Linked DNA regions of Mus musculus: all the other regions are linked to region 1. The links are chromatin contacts, called in public HiChIP or PLAC-seq and promoter capture Hi-C maps. All regions are on one chromosome and are shown on one strand. The core of a region is the stretch at or near the end of the contact, and the rest is flanking DNA. Distances in the headings are between cores, read along the strand shown. Region 1 holds the start of Sgsm3 (small G protein signaling modulator 3). Region 2 holds the start of Syngr1 (synaptogyrin 1). Region 3 holds the start of Tab1 (TGF-beta activated kinase 1/MAP3K7 binding protein 1). Region 4 holds the start of Mgat3 (mannoside acetylglucosaminyltransferase 3). Region 5 holds the start of Rangap1 (RAN GTPase activating protein 1). Region 6 overlaps Cacna1i (calcium channel, voltage-dependent, alpha 1I subunit).

What was found. Promoter capture Hi-C pulls out the DNA fragments that hold promoters and counts their contacts. HiChIP or PLAC-seq counts read pairs in DNA pulled down with a chosen protein or histone mark.
Region 2: an H3K4me3 HiChIP or PLAC-seq map of bone marrow-derived macrophages shows a contact between it and region 1, with 5 times the contacts expected there. The contact joins the promoter of Syngr1 here to the promoter of Sgsm3 in region 1. A contact is called at or near these places in 5 of 39 promoter capture datasets (the C10 cell line, HPC-7-derived erythroid cells, hippocampal neurons and 2 more), 4 of 115 datasets of contacts at active chromatin or transcription factors (bone marrow-derived macrophages, embryonic forebrain, extraembryonic endoderm stem cells and 1 more) and 1 of 9 other capture datasets (adipose tissue).
Region 3: a promoter capture Hi-C map of liver shows a contact between it and region 1, with 3 times the contacts expected there. The contact joins the promoter of Tab1 here to the promoter of Sgsm3 in region 1. A contact is called at or near these places in 7 of 39 promoter capture datasets (the C10 cell line, embryonic stem cells, hippocampal neurons and 3 more) and 1 of 115 datasets of contacts at active chromatin or transcription factors (microglia).
Region 4: a contact with region 1 is called in a FOXA1 HiChIP or PLAC-seq map of pancreatic cancer cells. The contact joins the promoter of Mgat3 here to the promoter of Sgsm3 in region 1. A contact is called at or near these places in 4 of 39 promoter capture datasets (the SN4741 cell line, embryonic stem cells, hippocampal neurons and 1 more) and 1 of 115 datasets of contacts at active chromatin or transcription factors (pancreatic cancer cells).
Region 5: a contact with region 1 is called in a promoter capture Hi-C map of pre-B cells. The contact joins the promoter of Rangap1 here to the promoter of Sgsm3 in region 1. A contact is called at or near these places in 4 of 39 promoter capture datasets (cranial neural crest, frontonasal cranial neural crest, liver and 1 more).
Region 6: an H3K27ac HiChIP or PLAC-seq map of large pre-B cells shows a contact between it and region 1, with 6 times the contacts expected there. The contact joins the enhancer-like site here to the promoter of Sgsm3 in region 1. A contact is called at or near these places in 3 of 39 promoter capture datasets (the C10 cell line, embryonic stem cells and pre-B cells) and 1 of 115 datasets of contacts at active chromatin or transcription factors (large pre-B cells).

The regions. Positions count from the first base shown.
Region 1 is chr15:80,976,363-80,979,404 of GRCm38.p6, reverse strand. Sgsm3 (small G protein signaling modulator 3) reads right to left here and starts at 1,640. Exons shown (of 22, transcript NM_134091.2): 1 at 1,540-1,640.
Region 2 is chr15:80,089,769-80,092,810 of GRCm38.p6, reverse strand. Syngr1 (synaptogyrin 1) reads right to left here and starts at 1,477. Exons shown (of 4, transcript NM_207708.1): 1 at 1,319-1,477. The coding sequence starts at 1,417. Gm31134 (predicted gene, 31134) reads left to right here and starts at 977. Exons shown (of 2, transcript NR_168675.1): 1 at 977-1,260; 2 at 1,800-2,078.
Region 3 is chr15:80,131,726-80,134,767 of GRCm38.p6, reverse strand. It overlaps Tab1 (TGF-beta activated kinase 1/MAP3K7 binding protein 1), which reads right to left and starts at 1,622. Exons shown (of 11, transcript NM_025609.3): 1 at 1,580-1,622. The coding sequence starts at 1,612. It overlaps Gm31253 (a long non-coding RNA gene), which reads left to right. Exons shown (of 3, transcript XR_384256.4): 1 at 1-140.
Region 4 is chr15:80,172,110-80,175,151 of GRCm38.p6, reverse strand. Mgat3 (mannoside acetylglucosaminyltransferase 3) reads right to left here and starts at 1,431. Exons shown (of 2, transcript NM_010795.4): 1 at 1,314-1,431.
Region 5 is chr15:81,728,469-81,731,510 of GRCm38.p6, reverse strand. Rangap1 (RAN GTPase activating protein 1) reads left to right here and starts at 1,592. Exons shown (of 16, transcript NM_001146174.1): 1 at 1,592-1,799.
Region 6 is chr15:80,318,015-80,321,056 of GRCm38.p6, reverse strand. Cacna1i (calcium channel, voltage-dependent, alpha 1I subunit) reads right to left here. Exons shown (of 37, transcript NM_001044308.2): 3 at 587-698. Among named protein-coding and RNA genes, the nearest start is that of Gm31319, 30 kb to the right of the region's middle. Within about 2 kb of position 1,571, at least 53 of the 459 cell types and tissues checked have an H3K27ac peak or open chromatin away from gene starts, as enhancers often do.

The sequences.
Region 1 (3,042 bases), core at 391-2,890:
TAATGTTGATCCAGGGGTCATATACACCAGCCAAAACACCTCCCCTCTACCATAGACCACACATATCTGTGGTTAAAAAGGACAGGGAGTTGGATGTGTTGACACATGCTTTAATCCCAACATCTACGAGTCAGAGAAACAGAAAGATCACTGAAGACCAGCCTAGTCTACACAGAAAGCTTCGGGCTAGCCAGGGACAAACAACACCAGCAACAATCAGGGGTGGAGCCATAGCTCTACGGTTAAGAATGAATACTGCTCTAGCAGAGAAGTCAAATTTGGTTCTCAGAACCCATAACAATCTCACCGCTGTTCTAACTCCTGGGGATCTAAAGCCATCTTCTGACCTTTGCAGGTCATGCACTCATGAACACACACACATTTAAAAAAATTAAATTTTAAAAGTTTAAAACCAATCAACCAATCAACCAAAAAACCAAGATGAGATAATGATGAAGAAGCTACATTAAGGATTTGGGGACAGCTCAGTAGTGGAGGGAGGCCCTGGGTTCCATATGGAATAATCAACAACAACAGTAGCAGCAGCAGCAGCACACACATAGGTCACGGGGAACAGAGTATGGGAAACTGATCATTAATGCTTGGAGTCAGAAGAAAGCTGGAGGCTAACAGAGGGCTTAAGGGGGAAAAGAACCAGGAACTGTGCGTGCCTGAAAACTCAGTCACCAGCACAGTCAGAAAAGCTACAAAGAAAAAAAGATGAAACTGAAAAGTAGTCCGGTTGAAGATGTGAATTTGGAGGCTTGAGAGCGCACACCTTCAGTTCGGCACTTGGAAAGCAGAAGCAGGCAGAGCTCGGAGTCTGAGGCCAGCCTGGGCTACAAACATGAATTTACCTAGAAAGATTTCTTTTAAGGAACCGGATAGACAGACAGACAGACAGACAGACAGATAATACCCACTCCCCTGTCATCTCTAAAAACTCACCACCAACACCAACAAAAACCTAAACAAAAACAAAAACAAACCCACCATAGCCCATCATAAATTTCCTATGCATCATGAGACGGGAAGACACGGCACAATCTGTCACTGACAAGGAAACTTTAAAGCATCTGTATTTCCTATTACTGCCCTATGAAAGCAGTCGGGACCCACACCTAAATCTCAGGGTAATTTCAGGACCTCTAACCGGAAGCACACGAGGCGACCCCTGCCTACACGTCCGCCTCAGTTTCCCCGCTGCTAACACTCGGCCTAGGCACTGAACCCGAGTCTTCCAGGGGAACAGCTAAGTCGGCTCTGAGGGAGAGTTGCCACCTGCCGAGACGCCCGCCGCTGCGTCAGGCGCAGTTCCTCCGGGTCGCCGGGAGCCGCCGGAGGGGGTGGGTCTGTCACTGTCACGCGCGTCCCGGGTCGCCGTGGGAGCAGCCACGCCGCGGCGGCTCGCCGCCCCCGCCTGAGGCGGCGCCTTCCCCGCCGCCTTCCCCTCAGCCCGTACCCCGCGGCCTCCACTCAAGAGGCAGGTGAGCGTCCCCCTCGCCGGCCCGGAGACTCGGAGACTCGCGCACCGCTCACCTGTCTCGCGGCCACCTCAGCACCTCGGCAGGTCAGGCTAGCAGCTGCCTCCTAGTCGGCGCGCACTGCTGCCCTTCTGCGCACGCGCGGGCCGCAGAGCCGGTGGCCGTGGGGCATGCTGGGGGCTGTAGTTTCGCGGGAAGACTGGCCCATCCCAGGTTCCAGGCGTCCTTTAGAGGTAGGTACCCCAGGCACCCGGTCTGTGATGCAAGCAACTCGTGGTTGTTTGGGAGCAGTCAGGATGGAGTCAGTGCACAAGTCCAGAAACTGGTCTTCTCTTTCAGGCTCACAGAGCTGGCTTCTAGACCAGATTAATCTAGTTTTCCATCAGTCACAGGCCCTGGGGAAAGCAGTAATTGATTGAGGTCATGACTAAGAAGGAAGCGGTGTGTGGAACCTGAGCACCTGCTTTTGAGTCACTCGTAACATTTTGCGCATCCATAAAAACCCGGAACTTACGGTTTCCGTGAGAACTCAATGTGTATGGAAAACGTTTAAACACAGCACCAAAGAACAATCCAGAAAGATGGCAGCTGACACTGTCACTGCTGGCAAGGAATCTAATCTGAACCCGCCCCCCCCCCCTCCCTCATTTCAGAAAGGCTATCAACAGCATTAAAGGGACATCTCAGCCAAATCTGAAAAGACACTGACTGCGACCAACACCGGTTTGAAGTGTTGGTTCGTACTTGTGCCCAGGTCAATGAAGCAAACTCTACAAACCGCAAGGTGGACTCAGTCATGACCTGGCCGTACAATAAACAGCTTACAAAGCACATTAGCAGGTTTTTCACATCACCCAAGCACAGGAATGGGCTGAATGCAGAATGAATGTTATTCTCATTTGTTTCAAAAATTCCTTCCCTGAGAGACTTAAATATTTACCAGATCCTTATAAGGTGCCAATGACGAATCGAAGTACGATCTCAGCAAAGTTCAACCTGGAGAGCCAATGAATCTGTTAGGCTTACTTACAGAGCATAGATGATAGATTGCATACAGGAGCATGGGTAACATGCAGCCATACTGCCGTCTTCACCCGAAATGGAATATGGCTTCCCCACAGCTCAGGAGGACATGGAGCCCCTGAAGCATATATGACCCGGCGCATCCAGAGATTTTTGAGGTCATGTGCAATTAGGGTAGAACTGCCTCCAATGGCTGTGAGGAGCAGCTGTAATCTCAAGTCTGGGGTGGGAAGGGGCAGACAGTTGCCCTCTTCAGTCCCTCCTTCTATGAGGGAACGCCAACAGTCAAAAAAGCCCCACGGTGGTGACTGCTAGCAAACAGGCACGGCTGACTTTCTGACGGAAGTGTTTAGAGAAGGACCCGGATGGAAATAACAGGAGCTAGGAAGTGGTAACATGGAATCTGTGTTGATTACCTAAGTAGTCTGTTTGTCTTTTCAGTCACAGCACCCTTTTAATTTGTGTGACTCATCCCCAGCACACACATTAAAAATTGAAAGATGCATGTGTTTTATTGTATGTGTATTAGTGCTTT
Region 2 (3,042 bases), core at 228-2,727, 890 kb after region 1:
CTAAATGAAGCCATCACCGGTAGAAATGACCCAAGCAGAAGGAACGCCCACGCCCCCTCACAAAGCTTGTGTTTCCAACATCCCAGCCAGGGGCTCCAGAGAGGTCAGAGGAAGCAGCGCACCTGAGCAGGCAGGTGCCTCCAGGGTTCCCGTTTTACCTAGGGCCTGCAGGGGCATCTGAGAGCTGGGGAGGGCCAAGAATGAATAAATCCGGTGTCACAAACCCTCGCGGATATAGCTGGGCTGCACGGCCATGAAGAGTAACAGAAACAAGGCTCCCCACAAGAAGGAAACGTAAAAGATCCCCGTAAGACCAGAATTAATCTCAAGCCATTCCACGCATCAGATCCTGAAATGGCCCTGAAAACGAGGAAAGGAGGGCACCTCTGCAAGCCCGGGTCACAGCTGACTTCGGTTATTAGCCCCCAGGGGTCCGTGACCCGTGTCACCAATGCAGGCTCTTCTGGTCTTAGCACAACAGGAATGGACCCCCAGATCTACAGGGGCAAGACCCTCCATGAAGCCAGCCAACCCCAGAGCCTACAGGCCTCCTCACCCTGGGGTGCAAGGCCTCCTGAGCCACTCCTTCAAGATGTTTCTGCCCCACCCCCCAGGTTTGAGCTGAGCCCCACTCAGCACTGGGGGACCTGCACGGACTAGGTGGGCTAAAGATTGCGAACAAACAGACTTCTCTGCTCTCTATTGCATGGAAGGAACCTTTCTCCAGACCACATTTAGAATCCACTCAGGTGTTTGTTAGGGATCGGAGAGTTGCGGATTCATAAAATGTCAGAGCCCAAAGGGGCCTGGCTCCTCCCACCCCTATAAATCGAGAAACTGAGGCATGACATAAGAGGTGACGCTCCCCACCCAGATCCGAACTGAATCCCTCGTATCTTTTTTGGGGTGGTTCCCTGCCCAAGGTCACGCGGCAAAACAGATGCGGGTCTTGACGGAACCCAAAAATCCAGGCTCCAGACTCAGAGCTCCGCAGCGTACAGAGTGAGCAACAAAATCTAGTTCCAGGTCCTCGCCCCGAAAGCGCGCGGCAGGTGCAGCAGTGCGCCCTAGAAAAAGATCCACGCCCTGATCCGCGCCCCCCAATAAGCGGCCTTAAACTTGGGCTCCGTCCCCACCGACGCACGAGAACCTAGCCGCTAAGTGTAAAGCAGCGACAGCCTGGAGGTCTCGGCGATGGGACTGAGGACCTCGGTGACAGGGGCCGTGATCCGCTTGTGTCAGCAGGGCCGCCCGGGCCAGGTGAGGTCGCGTCGGTGTCCGGCGCCCCGCGCCCCAGCCCGCCTTGCTGTGTCCTTACCCAAGACACGACGCGCAGGATGGTGTGTGGCTGCCTCACCAGGGTGTAGGGGTCGAAGGCGCCCCCGGCTTTGCCCGCTCCGTACGCACCCCCTTCCATCGTGGCTGCACCGCGCGGCGCCCCCCGCTCGGCGCGCGCCGCCGACCCGTGCGCGTGCGCGGCGCCCCCGCCCCCTCCCCTGCGCTCGGCTAGTGCTTGCCGGGGCTCCCGCCAGGGGGCGTCCGTGCACGGCAGGTGCAGCTCCCCGAAGCTCGCGCTCAGAAAGCGGGTGCTTCTTGGGGTCCCGGTGTGGGGCGCGCTCCCAGCCAGCGGGGTGACCTCTTTGCAAAATAGCGCGTGATCAGGGTGTGGACAGAGAGTGCAGCCGCATCCCCGCTTTCGGAAGCCCTCTGAGATGTAGTTCTTCAGGAAACTCTTTTTGTTATGTATTTATTTATTTATTCATTTGCCTCTTTCCTTTCGCTCTCTGCTTCAAATAAAGGGAAGGGGCTCCGTTTGATCGTACAGTGGCTCATTGAACGCGTCCGTAGGTCGCTGGCTGCAGTAATGACCCTCTCTAAGAGATCTGCACAGCCTTCTCGGGCCCCCAGAACCACCTAGCCGCCGAGCTCCACCGATGATGTCATGCACGCGCCCCCTGACCTGGAAGGCGCTGTAAGGGAGGCAAAAGCTGGGAAAAAAACAGACCTGAGACTCCCTTCCCCTTCCACCACAGCTCCCGATCCCTTTCCTTAATCCAATAATTAATTATGTACTTATTTCTTCCGTTGTCTCCTCTGTCTGTGTGCTCCTGCTGGTCAGGTTTTGTTTATATCCAAAGGCCTCACAAACAGTAGGTGGTCAATAAATATACTCTACCCCCTCCCAACCCCAACATAGTTGGCCCTTTGGGGCTCTTGGGGGCTTTTTTTGTTTGTTTGTTTGTTTTTTGTTTTTTTCGAGACAGGGTTTCTCTGTATAGCCCTGGCTCTCCTGGAACTCTGTAGACCAGGCTGGCCTCGAACTCAGAAATCCGCCTGCCTCTGCCTCCTGAGTGCTGGGATTAAAGGCGTGCACCACCACGCCCGGCTCTCTCGGGGGCTTTTGTCGTTGTTTTTATTTGTTGTTTTTGTTTTGTTTTTGAGACAGAGTGGCTTGTAGAGGCCGGCCTCTGGAATTCACCGGGAGGAGGGGGATGGGTTTTGAATTTCTATTCCTCCTGCTGCTTTATCCCTGTGATGGAGTTTCAGGTCTGAGGCAGCTGTTATACTATGATCCTATAAAACGTCTAGAGGAAAACAAGGGAAGATCTTTATAACTTTGTACATTGGAAGACTTTTTTTCATTTTTATTTTCTCTTTGTCTTGTATTAGTGTCTGCCTGCATGTTCATATGAGCATCGTATAAATGCATTGCCTGAGGAGGTGAGAAGAGGGTGTGGGATTCCCTAGACCTGGAGCTCTACAGACCTTTGTGGGTCACTGTGTGGGAATCAAACTCTGGTCCACTGCAAGGACAAGTGCTCTTAACTGCTAAATTCACTGTATAGCCCGTGTTCAGTTCAAACTCGGGACAGTCCCATGTCCTGAGATCACAGGCATTAGCCATCACATCTAACAAAGCATTTTCCCTGAAGCACAAAACTGTGTGGTCAGGAGGTTCCTGGGCTGAGCAGCCAGCACCGGTACTTACTACAAGTCCTTGAATGTTGTACAAATATCCTCCTCTTGCCCATATGTACCTTG
Region 3 (3,042 bases), core at 373-2,872, 840 kb after region 1:
CCAAGAGGCCCAGACTAGCAGCTTTCAAGGTCATTTGCAGAACACAGATATTGGAGCTGCTCTCACCAGACACAGGACGAAGGACAGGTCAGCAAGCCCTGCACCCTGCCCGGCTGGGACACCGGGATTCCTCTCAGTAGGTATGTCCTTTCATCCTGAGGATGGAAGGGGCCTTACACAGTTATCTTTTCCTGTTCCTTCCCTAGCATCAAGACACTACGGGTTAAAGCCGGCCCTCCCTCCCCCTTTTTAAAGTCCGCCAGCATACACAGAGAACACATTCTCTGTGTGCTGGGAAAAGCCTACACTCTGCCCTAACTGGTGTTCTTTGGGTCCCATCACAAGGAAGAGACAGAAGATACTTGACCCAGTCGACCTTTCTCTTGTTAGCAAGCCAACTCAGTCGGCATCAGTCACTATTTTTTTCCCAGCCCCTCTTTCTCTCAAGGTCACAATCATATCAGTGTTCCCCAGACGCTTTCTACAATGGGGACATTTATACAAGGGCCTTGCCCTCTGGGACCTTACAAAACAGAGAGCCAGACCTCTTTACTCCCAGGGTTTTACAAAAGGCCCGAGCAGGCACACAATAGTGAAGGGAAAGCCATCTCTCTCTTCCCCCACGTCTCCCTCTGGCTTCAGATCCTCTAGGCCAGGCAAGCTACTTCCCCCCACCCTTGAAAAGCCAAGACCTAGTTCCTGACCAATTTCCTCATTCTGTGACAGACACTGACCAAGCACCTAGCATGCAAGGGTGGTAGGGTGGTGAAGTCAACATGCTAAGAGGCGCTGGTCTTCAAGGAAGCAGACATCCAGAGGCAACTCCTACAGAGTGCCACGGTAAGGAAGGCCAAGGGATCCCCGCCCTGTCCTGGCAGATCCAAACAGTACTCTGAGCTAACATACATACATGTGTAACTGCACATATGTGAGAAAGATGCAGGGACGGGTAGACTACATCAAACCGTGGAGGTCCAGATGACCAGGTCGGGGTGCCTGGAGCCAACCTTCAACGGGACCCGGTGAACTGGGAGGCAGAAGTAAAACCCTACGCCCTCACTTGAGGAGCCTAAACCTTAGGGGTGTTTCTGGAACCAGACTATTTTAATCCTGCCTCTGCCTCTGCCGCTCACCAGCTGCCTGACCTCGGTTTCCTCGTCTGTAAAAACTTTTAGTCGCTAACTATTCTCCGGTGCTGCTGGCGAAGCTTATAAACGCGAGGCGGTCCACACAATGCCAGAGATACAGCACGCCTTACACAAGCGGGGGGCTATTTATTATTAGTCGTGTCCACGCTCCGGATGGCCCGCTCGGCGGCGCCACGTCCCCTTCCGGCTCGAGGACGCTCCCACTCCGCAGGACCCCGGCGCCCTTGACCCCCTAGAGGCCCCAGCCTGCGACGCGCACGCGCAGAACAGGCGCGGCGCCAGCCGGCTGTGGGTCTCGCGCGCTGCAAGCCCCCAAAGGCCTCTGGGGCGAGAGGGCCATGCTCTGCCATCTAAAGACAACAGTTCCTGCACCCGAGGACACACCCGAGCTCCCAACCCTCCCAGCCCGGAGAGCGGGTCGGTTTCCTCACACTCTGGAGCAGGCTCCTCCTCTGCGCCGCCATCTTGGAGGACCCCGCGGCGCGCCAGGCTCTCGGAGTGGCGGGATGAGGGGCTAGAGCGGCTCGGGCTGCCGCGGAGCTTATCCACAGCGCCCCCGGCGGAGCGGAGGAGGCGCAGCAGAGGCGCCTTGAGCAAGCGCGGCTCTTGCCCCCACCCCACCCCCAACCCCATCAGCCTACTTTCTTCGACTTTCTTGTTTCCTGGGGTCTTTATGGGTGTGCTTTCTCCCGGATTTTTTTTTCACCCCGATGGAGATCCTGAGATCCTATTTAAAGCGGCTTAGCGAGGAGGGAGCAAGAGAGAACGAATGATTCAGTTTACAAGAGTAGTGGGTGACTGACTGCCTGATCTTATAATGGAGGCCACCCCAATGCCAAACTAGCTGAAGTTAGATTTGGAGAAGACTGCAATTCCGAGTAGTTGTAAATTCTCAGAAGTTAAATTTATGGACGGTAACATGGGAGTGTAGTGTTAGCTGGCAATGTAATTGCAGGCCACTTGGCGTGACTGGCCAGTGCCCAAAGGAAGAGTCTGTTTGTTCTAGAAGCACGGTGCGGAAGCTCGATTTGGAGAGTCACAACTGTAATCCCAGAGTTTAGGAGACTGAGGCAGGGGGATTATAAATTTGAGTCCTGTAATCCCATCCCTTAAGAAGAGACAGGAGGAGCCGAGCGTGGTGACACACGCCTTTAATCCCAGCACTTGGGAGGCAGAGGCAGGCGGATTTCTGGTCTACAGAGTGAGTTCCAGGACAGCCAGGGCTATACAGAGAAACCCTGTCTTGAAAAAAAAAAACAAAAACAACAACAAGAAGAGACAGGAGGACCAGAAGTTTGATACCAGCATGGACTACTATATGACACCCTGTTTCATTAAATGAATAAATAATCCAGTATCAATTTTTTTAAAAGATTTGTGTATTTATGTATGAGTACACTATAACTGTCTTCACACACCAGATCCCATAGGTCCCATTAGAAACGGTTGTGAGGCACCATGTGGCTGTTGGGATTTGAACTCGGGACTTCTGGAAGAGCAGTCAGTGCTCTTAGCCGATGAGCCATCTCTCCAGCCCCCCAGTATCAAGCATTTTATTAAAGCAACAGGAAATGGCCTAAGACAGTGCTGATGGGCCAGTGTGGTGGCACATGCCTTTAATCCCAGCACTTAGGAGTCAGAGGCAGGCGAATTTCTGAGTTCGGGGCTAGCCTGGTCTACAGAGTGAATTCCAGGACAGCCAGGGCAACACAGAGAAACCCTGTCTCGAGAAAACAACAACAATAAAAAGACAGTGCTGATGGGAAGAAGTGTGTCAAAGATCCCTGCAGATTTTTTTTTGCAGGCTCAGGTAGGTTTATGGAGCAAGAGAAAGGTGTGAGTTCCACGTTAGCATGCTGAGTTTGGTGTGGTTCTGAGATGAGACGTTGTCAAG
Region 4 (3,042 bases), core at 182-2,681, 800 kb after region 1:
GCATTTGTCCTATCACTGGTGTTGGGACTCAGATTCGAACCATGGTTGTTGCAACCATAACATACAGTACTAATCACTATACAACCACAGCTGGCCACACATGGATACCCACTCTTCAGCTCATTTCTCCTCGTGGTTCAGTGTCCCACCATGCTACACACCATCTCTCAACACACCAGAGAGCACATCTCTCGGTCCTTTCTCTTACTATTTCTTCAGCCCTGGGAACTTTTCCGTCTTCCAGTAGGTTCTTCCTCCCTAGAGCAAAGAGCCCCTCTTTCTAACTTTCCCAGAAACCCTGCCTATCTCCTTAGCGTTGGGCAGCACTAATAATCCTGGAGTTGCCAGCTCCCAGAAGGAGAGAGCCTTGTCTTGCTCTCCCTGTCATCCTCACGGTTGGCTCATTGCCTGGACCTTTAATAACTGTGTCCCTCCAGGTCAATCCCCCATGAAGGCATTTCTGCACCCGTGTCCCAGAGATGATGGAGGACCACAGAAAAATCCCAGTAGGGAAAATGTTCCTGCCTACATCCCCCTTCTGAGTTCCGCAGGCGAGGGAACATCATCAGACCTCAGGCCATCGGAGATGACTGGGGCGCAGCAGTCAGAGATGCTGCGCCCCAGCTCAGGCACCCCCGCCACTAGCACAACCAAGCAAGCTCCCCTCCCCACCCCAGCCCGGTTCTAGAACTATTTGTAGATATTTATAGCGCCCTCCCCCAGCCAGGAGCCCTCCTCCGCCCTGGGCAGTGCAGTGCAAAGAGAGGGAGACCCCTCCCCAGTAGAAGGTGGGGGCCTCTCATGCTAAGCTTTTCCCTGCTCCCCACTAAGGCAGCTGTAGTTACAGCTCCAGCCACAGCCCCCACACTCGCCCAGCACCCCAACCGCGCCTGGGCCTCGGCCAGCAGCCGCAGCAGCCCGGGATCGGGGGTGGGGAAGGCAAGAGCTGAGGCCTCGCGCCCCCAGCCCCGAGCTGCGCCGGAGGTGGAAGGGAGCGCAGCGCACAAAGCATGGCTGGAGCTCCGCGCCTCGGGACGCCCCCACCCCACCCCGGTCCAGCCAAGGGAGGGGGTCGCCGCGCCAGGCTCTGCCCCGCGGCCACGGAGAGCTGCGGAGAGCAGGCGGGTGGGGGCAGGGGGCGCCGGTTAAGCAGTCCCCCACATCTCGCCCCTACTCGGCCCCATGCCCCCGCCCCCGGGGCTGCGGGACCACCACGGGGGGAGACGGGAGTGGGGAGGACGCGGAGGCGAGGCCTGGGGTGCGGGGAAGATGCAGGGCTGCGGCGCGGGTCCCCGGCTCCAGGGTCAACTCACCCATCGTCCGCTGGGTCTCAGCAGCGGCGGTAGAAGCAGCGGCGGCGGCGGCTCCGGGGCCCCCGGGGTCCCCGGCGGGGAGATGCTGGCGTCCGCCGCAGCCTCTCCTCGCCCCATCCCGGGCTCCGGCGGCGGCGGCTGCGGCGGGCGCCCGGCATCGCAGGCAGCGCGGCCCGGGCCCGGCCCGATCCCCGCCCCCCACCCCACCTCCACCCCGTCCCGCGGGCCCGGCGCGGCCGCTTGACTGCACCCCGGGGCGGTAGCGGGGGCGCGGCGGCGAGGCCGAGCGCTGCGCTGGAGGTGCCCGCTCCCGCCGGCCCCCGCCCCGCCCCCGCGCGGCCGCGTCCCCTCCCCCGCCAGCCGGGCTTTGCGCGCTCCGGGCCAGGGGCGCCTGGACCGCGAGCTCCCGCCACCGCCCCGCGCCTCTTTCGTGTGTATGTGTGTGTTTCTGTGTGTGTGTGTGTGCGCAGCAATCGGACGCGCGAGTGTGCGCGTGCCCTGCCTGTGACCGTGCGTGCGCCGGCCCACTGCCCGGGCGTCCTGTGCGGGTGTGTGTGCTGTGTGAGGCGGAGCTGGCCAAAGTGCTTGTCGGGCTCTGCGTGTGAGTGGATCTGTGTGTCTGTGTTCTGCAGCGTGTGATAGATTGGCCCTTATGTGCATGGGGTGTGTAGATAGATCCGTACTGTGGCGTGATTGTGGGCATACTGTGGCTGGGGGCACAGGCCTCCTGTGTGGTGGTGTGACAAAGTCCTGACCGGTGTGTACATCACTGTAGCCCTATGCAGAGGCCTGGTACAGGAAAGCGTCTAAAACACTGGGTACTGGGTCGACACAGTGTCCGTGCTAGTTTGTGTCTTGCTCGGATGTGTTGGCCTCTGTACATCCTTCTGCCTCCACCCTCTTCATCAATGCACAAAGCCACCCATGAGGCGCAGAGGGTGACAGAATGTGCTGGATCTGGGATTCAACCCCAGACTTGGAGGTTTCTCCATTCTTCTTCCCCACCCCCCACCCCCAGGATGCTGCTTATAATGGGCATCTCTAGCACTCAGGTCACCTATGATAGATTTATTTATTTTGTTTTTTCAAGACAGGGATTCTCTTGTGTAGCCCTGGCTGTCCTGGAACTCAACTCTGTAGACCAGGCTGGCCTTGAACTCACAGAGATCTGCCTGCCTCTGCCTCCTGAGTGCTGGGATTAAAGGCGTGCACCACCAACACCCGGCTCTAAATGATCTAAATATCCCCAGAGCCCTGCTGGATTGCAGTCAGAAGCACCTGACATGGGTGCTGGGACTTGATCTCAGATTCTCTGGAAGGGTGCTCTTAACCACTGAGCCATTTCTCCAGCCCTGACACTTTTTCTTGATTTGAGGCATTCTGTTGTGACCTAAAAACCAGTACACCACCTCTATAACTTGTCTCCCTCTCAAGGTTATCAATTTGTCTGAATGTATTTACTTATTGTGGCGCTGGGAATGAAACCCAGACCCTCCCATATGCCAGCCAGTTACCATAGGTTATATTCCACACACAACTTGCATGGCCTTTGATTTCAGTATAATGCAAAACACTCCCATTTGCCTGCCCTGAGCCTTCTGCATTAGGAGGCAATGAGAAGTACCACCCCCTGCAGTTGTGTGGAGGAAAAGAGATGGCCTGGCCTTGCCCTGCACAGAGTTGGACACATCTGGAAGGTTCTGGAGACCTGCTGCTTGCTCTCTCTCCC
Region 5 (3,042 bases), core at 343-2,842, 750 kb before region 1:
GCCCTGTGGGTGCTGGGACTTGAACCTGCGTCTTCTGGATGTGTGACTTACCTGCCGAGTCAACACTCCAGCCCTACTCCACACATTTAAAAAAAAATAATAATAATACTCTTTGAGGATAAGTTTTAAACATCATGTCTCTTTATCTCTAATCATTTCAGCAGTTTTCTCCAAGAAGAAAGAAAATATAGAAGAAAATACATGTCACCCCAATCTCTCATTCAACAATCAGACAGACAAGGATTCCATATAGAGTATTTTCCCACACACCCAGCATTCACTGATTTTTGCAGCATACAATGGTTGGGTGTCTGCCAAGGACATTAGAAGTACATGCCAGGAAGAGTAAAAAGACTTCTCTTACTTTATTTCACACTATCACACATACTCCACAGTACAAAAAGCAAAAAACAAAAACAAAAAAAAACCCACCTTATATTGATAGTAACACTTACTATACAGACACATTTTGCTAATTATTTTAGTATTGTCCTTTATAGCAAATCTCTGTTGCCCCGTGAAAGATGAAACCCAGGCCCGGGTATTTCACTTATTAAACATGTCTGTTTCATATTTATTTGTTTAATTTTTAGGGCTGGGGATGAACTCAAACTCAATGCATACACTTATCATTGAGCTATGCCCCAGAGCAACCGTTTTCCATAGTCTTTTTTGTTTGTTTGTTTTTTTCGAGACAGGGTTTCTCTGTATAGCCCTGGCTGTCCTGGAACTCACTTTGTAGACCAGGTTGGCCTCAAACTCAGAAATCCACCTGCCTCTGCCTCCCGAGTGCTGGGATTAAAGGCGTGGGCCACCACTGCCCGGCTTCCATAGGCTTTAAGGAGTAACATTCTTCAAATTGAATGGCACAGGAGAATTTGGAACAATACAGACCAGTTATTCTGGAAGATGGTTTTGGCTTTTGTTTCTCTCCTTTCTCTCTCTCTTTCTCTCTTTCTCCCCACCCTCCCCGGCTCTCTGTTTCTCCGTCTCTTTCTCTCTGATTTGATTAATTTTATCCATTTGAAGAATGGACAGCCATGCTGTGTCATCAGTGCGCCATGCTGTGTTCATATTGATGTTAATATGAACCAGTTGGTTAAGGCGATGCCTGGAGTTTGTCTCTATTACAAAATGACTTTCTCCATTTTTAAAAATTATCTTTGGAGTTTCCTTTCAATTTCAGGGGAATTAGAATTTGTTTTTAAAGTCATTTCTTTTAGCAAGTAGATCCCTATCAATGCTGAAGTGATCCAGTGATTCACTGTTTCGCCTTTGTCAATAAAGTTGCATGAATGAGCGCTAACCTCTACGGAAGGGTGCGGCTACTTCGCGGCATGGTCTGTCGGGATTTGTAGTCTGCGGGCGCTTCCGTCAAATACCATCCCACAGAGTACTGTAGAGAAAGAGCCAGAAGCCGAGAGGGCGGAGAGGAGGGTTGCGAAGTCCGAGCGCTCTGCATCATGGGAATTGTAGTTCATCGCGCGCGTCCCGCCATGCCAGCGCCGGAGGACAGGACTTCCTTTCCCAGTAGGCCCCGCAAGCCGGCCCGGCAAAACCCCGCTCCGGCTTGAACAAATCAAATCGAAGGAAAGAAACTGCCGGCTTTCAAAAATCCTCCTCCGCCGCCATAATCGCTGGGGATCGTGGAGCAGGTGGTGTGCACGAGCTAAACGAGGAGCCGCGGCAGCAAGGAGAGGCAAGCAGACTGGTCACTGGGCCTGGCCCCCACGCGGACTCTCAAGCAGTGACCGACGCGCGCGTTCCGTCCCCCCACGCCGCGGTGCCGCTAATTTGTGGTGAGTCGGGGCCCTCACGCTCTTCCTGTCACTTGCCTGGGCCACCAGGGTCTGGGTGGGGCGAAGCGATCGCCTTGCTTCTACCCTTTTGATCACGCTGCGCCCGGCTTTGGGGGATGGGACGCTGGGCGCCGCTGCCCCTTGTACGTTTGGGGAAACTGAGGCCTAGAGTGGCCACTAGCCACAGCTTCCTCTCGGCGGTGGCGCCTCCCGTTGCCATCCATCTCACCTGGAGGCGGTAGGAAGCCGGCTGGCGTGCCGGGTGGGGCTACGCAGTCCATCGTTGCCTACCCAGTCGGCCCACGTCCGCGCGGGAAGCCTGGCATGAGTCACTGCTGACGCTTGGCTGGGTCGATGGATGGCCGTGCACCTGAGGACGTCCCCCACGCGGCCGCCCAGGAGGAGAGGGCGTTTGTGTATTGACCGTTTGTGCCTGCTCTCTCCCAGGCCGTCTGCTGACCTTGGATAGCTCAATACCATCCCTGTTTTGCTTTGGTTAGTCATTCTTTAAAGTGAATTGGGGAGGGCTTGTGTGTGTGTCTGTGTGTCCCTTCCACCTGGAGCCCTACCTACCACCACCAGTTTTTAATCTCATTGTCCCATCGTGGAACTGTAAGAGGTGGCTGAATTCCAGATAGATTTTTACTCATCTTCGTGTTTGTTGGGTTTCTGGCCCGTGACAGCTGGCTAAGGTGCCTATTTAACCTACCAAAGCGGACATGGCCTCCAGGTTCTCCCAGAATCCCTCAGTCCCTACTTGAAGTTTCCAGTCCCGGGGCTGGGCTTGCTTCTCTCCCCTGAAGCTCTTCACTATATAATCCTGACATTTTGGTCTTCTCACTTACCCTTCCATTCCTCTGTCTGCATTTCTCTCACTTTCTGCATATGTGAGCTCGTTTTTCCTTCTCTCCCCCACCCCTCTGTCTCCCTGTTTGCAAGGCGACTTTCCTTCTTTGGGACCAGTGAACCCACTAGAGCGCTGTCCCCAATAAACCTGCCTTTATACTTTAATTTGGTTTGAACTAGCTTATTTGGTCTGAGGAGACTACCTCTCAGTGTTGTCATTCTTTGAGCCCTCGAATATCAGGCCTTATACTGGGACCCTGTTCCTGTCAAAAACAGCTTGGTGTACGCTTAGTTGCTTGAAACCTTCCAGGGACCCTCCTGGTCACTCATACTGATACAGTAATTAGAATGTCCTTTGTTATCTTTTCTCCTCTGCTCTGACCATGGCCCCTCCTGT
Region 6 (3,042 bases), core at 322-2,821, 660 kb after region 1:
CCAGGGCCCAGGGAAGGGGTGACGTTGCCCAGGGTTCCACAGCCCATTCTGCTCATGGCTTTAGCTCTGGCAACGATGAGGACCCTGGGGCTGAGCACCAGGCTCCCTCATGATCTCTCTCATAATGGCACACATGGGGTAGCCCACTTTACAGCTAAGAAAACAAGACCAGAGAAGCCAAGTCACTTGCCCTGGGTCACACAGCAACTCTGTGCCAGGATTAAAATGAAACTCAGGTCCGGCTCCCAGGGACAGGCATCAAATATTCTACTTCTGTAAAATGGATACGTCCCCAGAGCCCTACTCTGTGGTACCTCACACCGTGCCTACAACCACGCAGATGCCACATCAGGGCCCACGAGTCCACAAGGGAGGAGGTATCAGGGAGCAGAGGCTGGCTGCGGGCAGAGAAATGTAGCCACTGCCTTCGCTGTGTGAATGGGATGGGGTGAGGAGCCTCAGCTGGGAAAACAAAGATGACAGGAGGGGCAATTCTTCAGAAGAGCTGAGGGGCTGAGCTACAGTAGAGCCCTGAGCTTGGAAGAGGACACCCGGCTGGGAGGGAGGGGACGACTGAGAGGCTCACCTGCAGGATCTTGCAGCGGTCTGAGAGGCACTCCATATCGTCACATGGCTGGTACATGCCCAGGGTCACACAGTTCAGCAGGATGACCAGCATGCTCACACACTCGAACCACGTACACCAAGTCAAGGAAGAACTGGTGGTGGAAGCGCGGCCTGGGGCGCCACACTCCTGAATGTGACACCCCAGGAACAGACATGCAGACCGTTTCTGCCCCCCACCCCCAACTCCACCCCCACCCCTGTGGACCTCTCAGTGACCCAGGTCCAAGCTTTCAGAGACAGTGCAGCTGGCCCGCCACACAGGTGCAACCCATGCCACACCCTGCAGGGAACCGAAACCAAATCAAACCACTGAAGCATCCACTGCAGGATGCCTCCAGGTCCCACCCAGGAAGGAGTGGCCCCCAGAAAGGGTCCCCAGACTCAACAGCTCTGATGCCGGCCTTCTCTTCTCCCTCTCCCATCCCTCTGCGGTGGCTTCATGCTTCCCATCCAAGGAATGGGTCTGCACTTCTGAGGCATCCCTGGACATGTTCTCCTGATCTGCCTATCTCTGTGGGGCTGAAGCTCACAGTCACCCTCTGACCGCTGCTCCCAAATCAGCCCAACCCAGAGACCTGGCTTCCCGGGTTCTGCCCCAGCAGAATCCTGCAGCCTGGAGCCAGGGCATCTAGAGATCAGCCCTTCAGGTCAGCCACAGGCCACCAGCAGGATAAGGGGATCCTACAGCCCAGAGAGAAGAGAACTGCCTGCTCATATCCCCCAAATGGCCTCTCCTCTTATACACAAGTCCTCGGGGCTAAGGAGATCTGTGCCCCCCCCCCAAAAAGTGCATCATGGTGAAGAAAAAAAAAAAAGTGAAACCACACAACAGCATAAATGACTGAGGTCAGACTCAGGGGTGAACTGCCAGATGAAGGAGCCTGTCTGATGACTCACTCTCTTCTAGTAGTTTCTCATCTACCAGGAAGCAGACTGACAACCCCTGCCACCAGCTGTACCCACATTCCTGTCCCTGACTCCAGCATTTAGCATCTGGGTACAGAGCTGCTATGTGCTGTCAGAGCAGCCAGCAGTGCCAGAGACCAGGGCCTGCCTGTGAACTCAATTCCCTGCGGTGAGTGGCTCTGGGGTCTCAAGCAAGTTCACAGCAGCTCCTCACTGGAGCTAAGGGGCACCTCACAGGTCCACAGAGGCTGTCCCGACCCCTCTTCTCAGAGTGCCTGCTGTGGCTCCCAGCTTCTCCTGGCTTAAAATCAGAAGCCCTCCACAAAGCTGGCCAGCACGACCTACCCTCTTCTCCTTCCCCCGACTGCCTCCCTCCCAGCCCGTGGTGGCCTGCTTTTCCTGTCTGGTCTCAGGCCATTCAGCCCCACAAGCTCCTCCCCCAGCAGCCCTCCAGCCTGACTCTCTCCCATCTAACGCTCATCCTCTCTGCCCACTTTTGAGCAGAGTCTGGGTCCCTGGGATCTACAAGCACTCAACTCCAACCAGAACAGCATGGAGATGCTCAACCAAGACTTGCCGAGTGAATACATGAGTTTATCTCAAGCTCCCCCCACCCCACCCCCCAGCCACACCAGTTCAACCCCAGCTCGGTGAAGCCACACCAGCCCACCACAGCCAGATGCCAACCACAGTGGACTGGGCCCCTCCTGCCTGCTAAGAGAACTGACCTAGTTTCCATGGCAACAGCCCCCTCTGCTCTCCAGACCCTGCTCACCTTGAAAGCTGACTTCCATGGCCTCTGTCCCTGCCCTGCTCCTTCCTGTCCCTGGCCTGGCTGCCACTCTCCCGCCATAGCCTGTAATTAATTTCAGTCGCTGCCAGGCCCCCTTTGAGCCCTAGCCTTGCTCCAGCAGTAGCTGTGTCATTAATTAACTTTTTTGAAGTTCAAACGTTCTAATTACCAGCGAGCATCCCCGTTCCCCTTGATTCCCTCCCCCCCTTCCCCCATTCATTACCTCCCTCTCATAGCCCAGTTTCTGCTGCCTCTGTCCTTCCTGGAGACCCAGGCCCAAGTGCACCTGATGGGCCCATTCACAGGTGGGGAAAGTCAAGACCCCTCTTTAGATCACGTGGCTGGGTTTTGTCTACATCAGACCTGCTGGGTTCCTCGGCCAGTGTCCCCTCCCGGCCCTTGGTCCTGTGTCTGCAATACTGCCCCTGCCTCCCTGGGGCTGCAGCTCTGGCTCCTGACTCTCCAGTGGGCCCTGTGTGATGTCAGCACTGAGTCCTCAGACTCCTTGATAAAACTAAATTCGATCCAAAGGGGAAACATATTTACACACCTGTGACAGTACACACCTGCAATCCCAGCACTGGGGAGGCTGAGGCAGGAAGTTTGAGGCCGACCAGAGCTACCCAGTAATACCTTGTCAGCACAACTCAAACCAAAACAAGCAGAAGTGGGGTGGAGTCAGGGGTGCGGCTCAGTTGGCCACAATCCCAGAACCG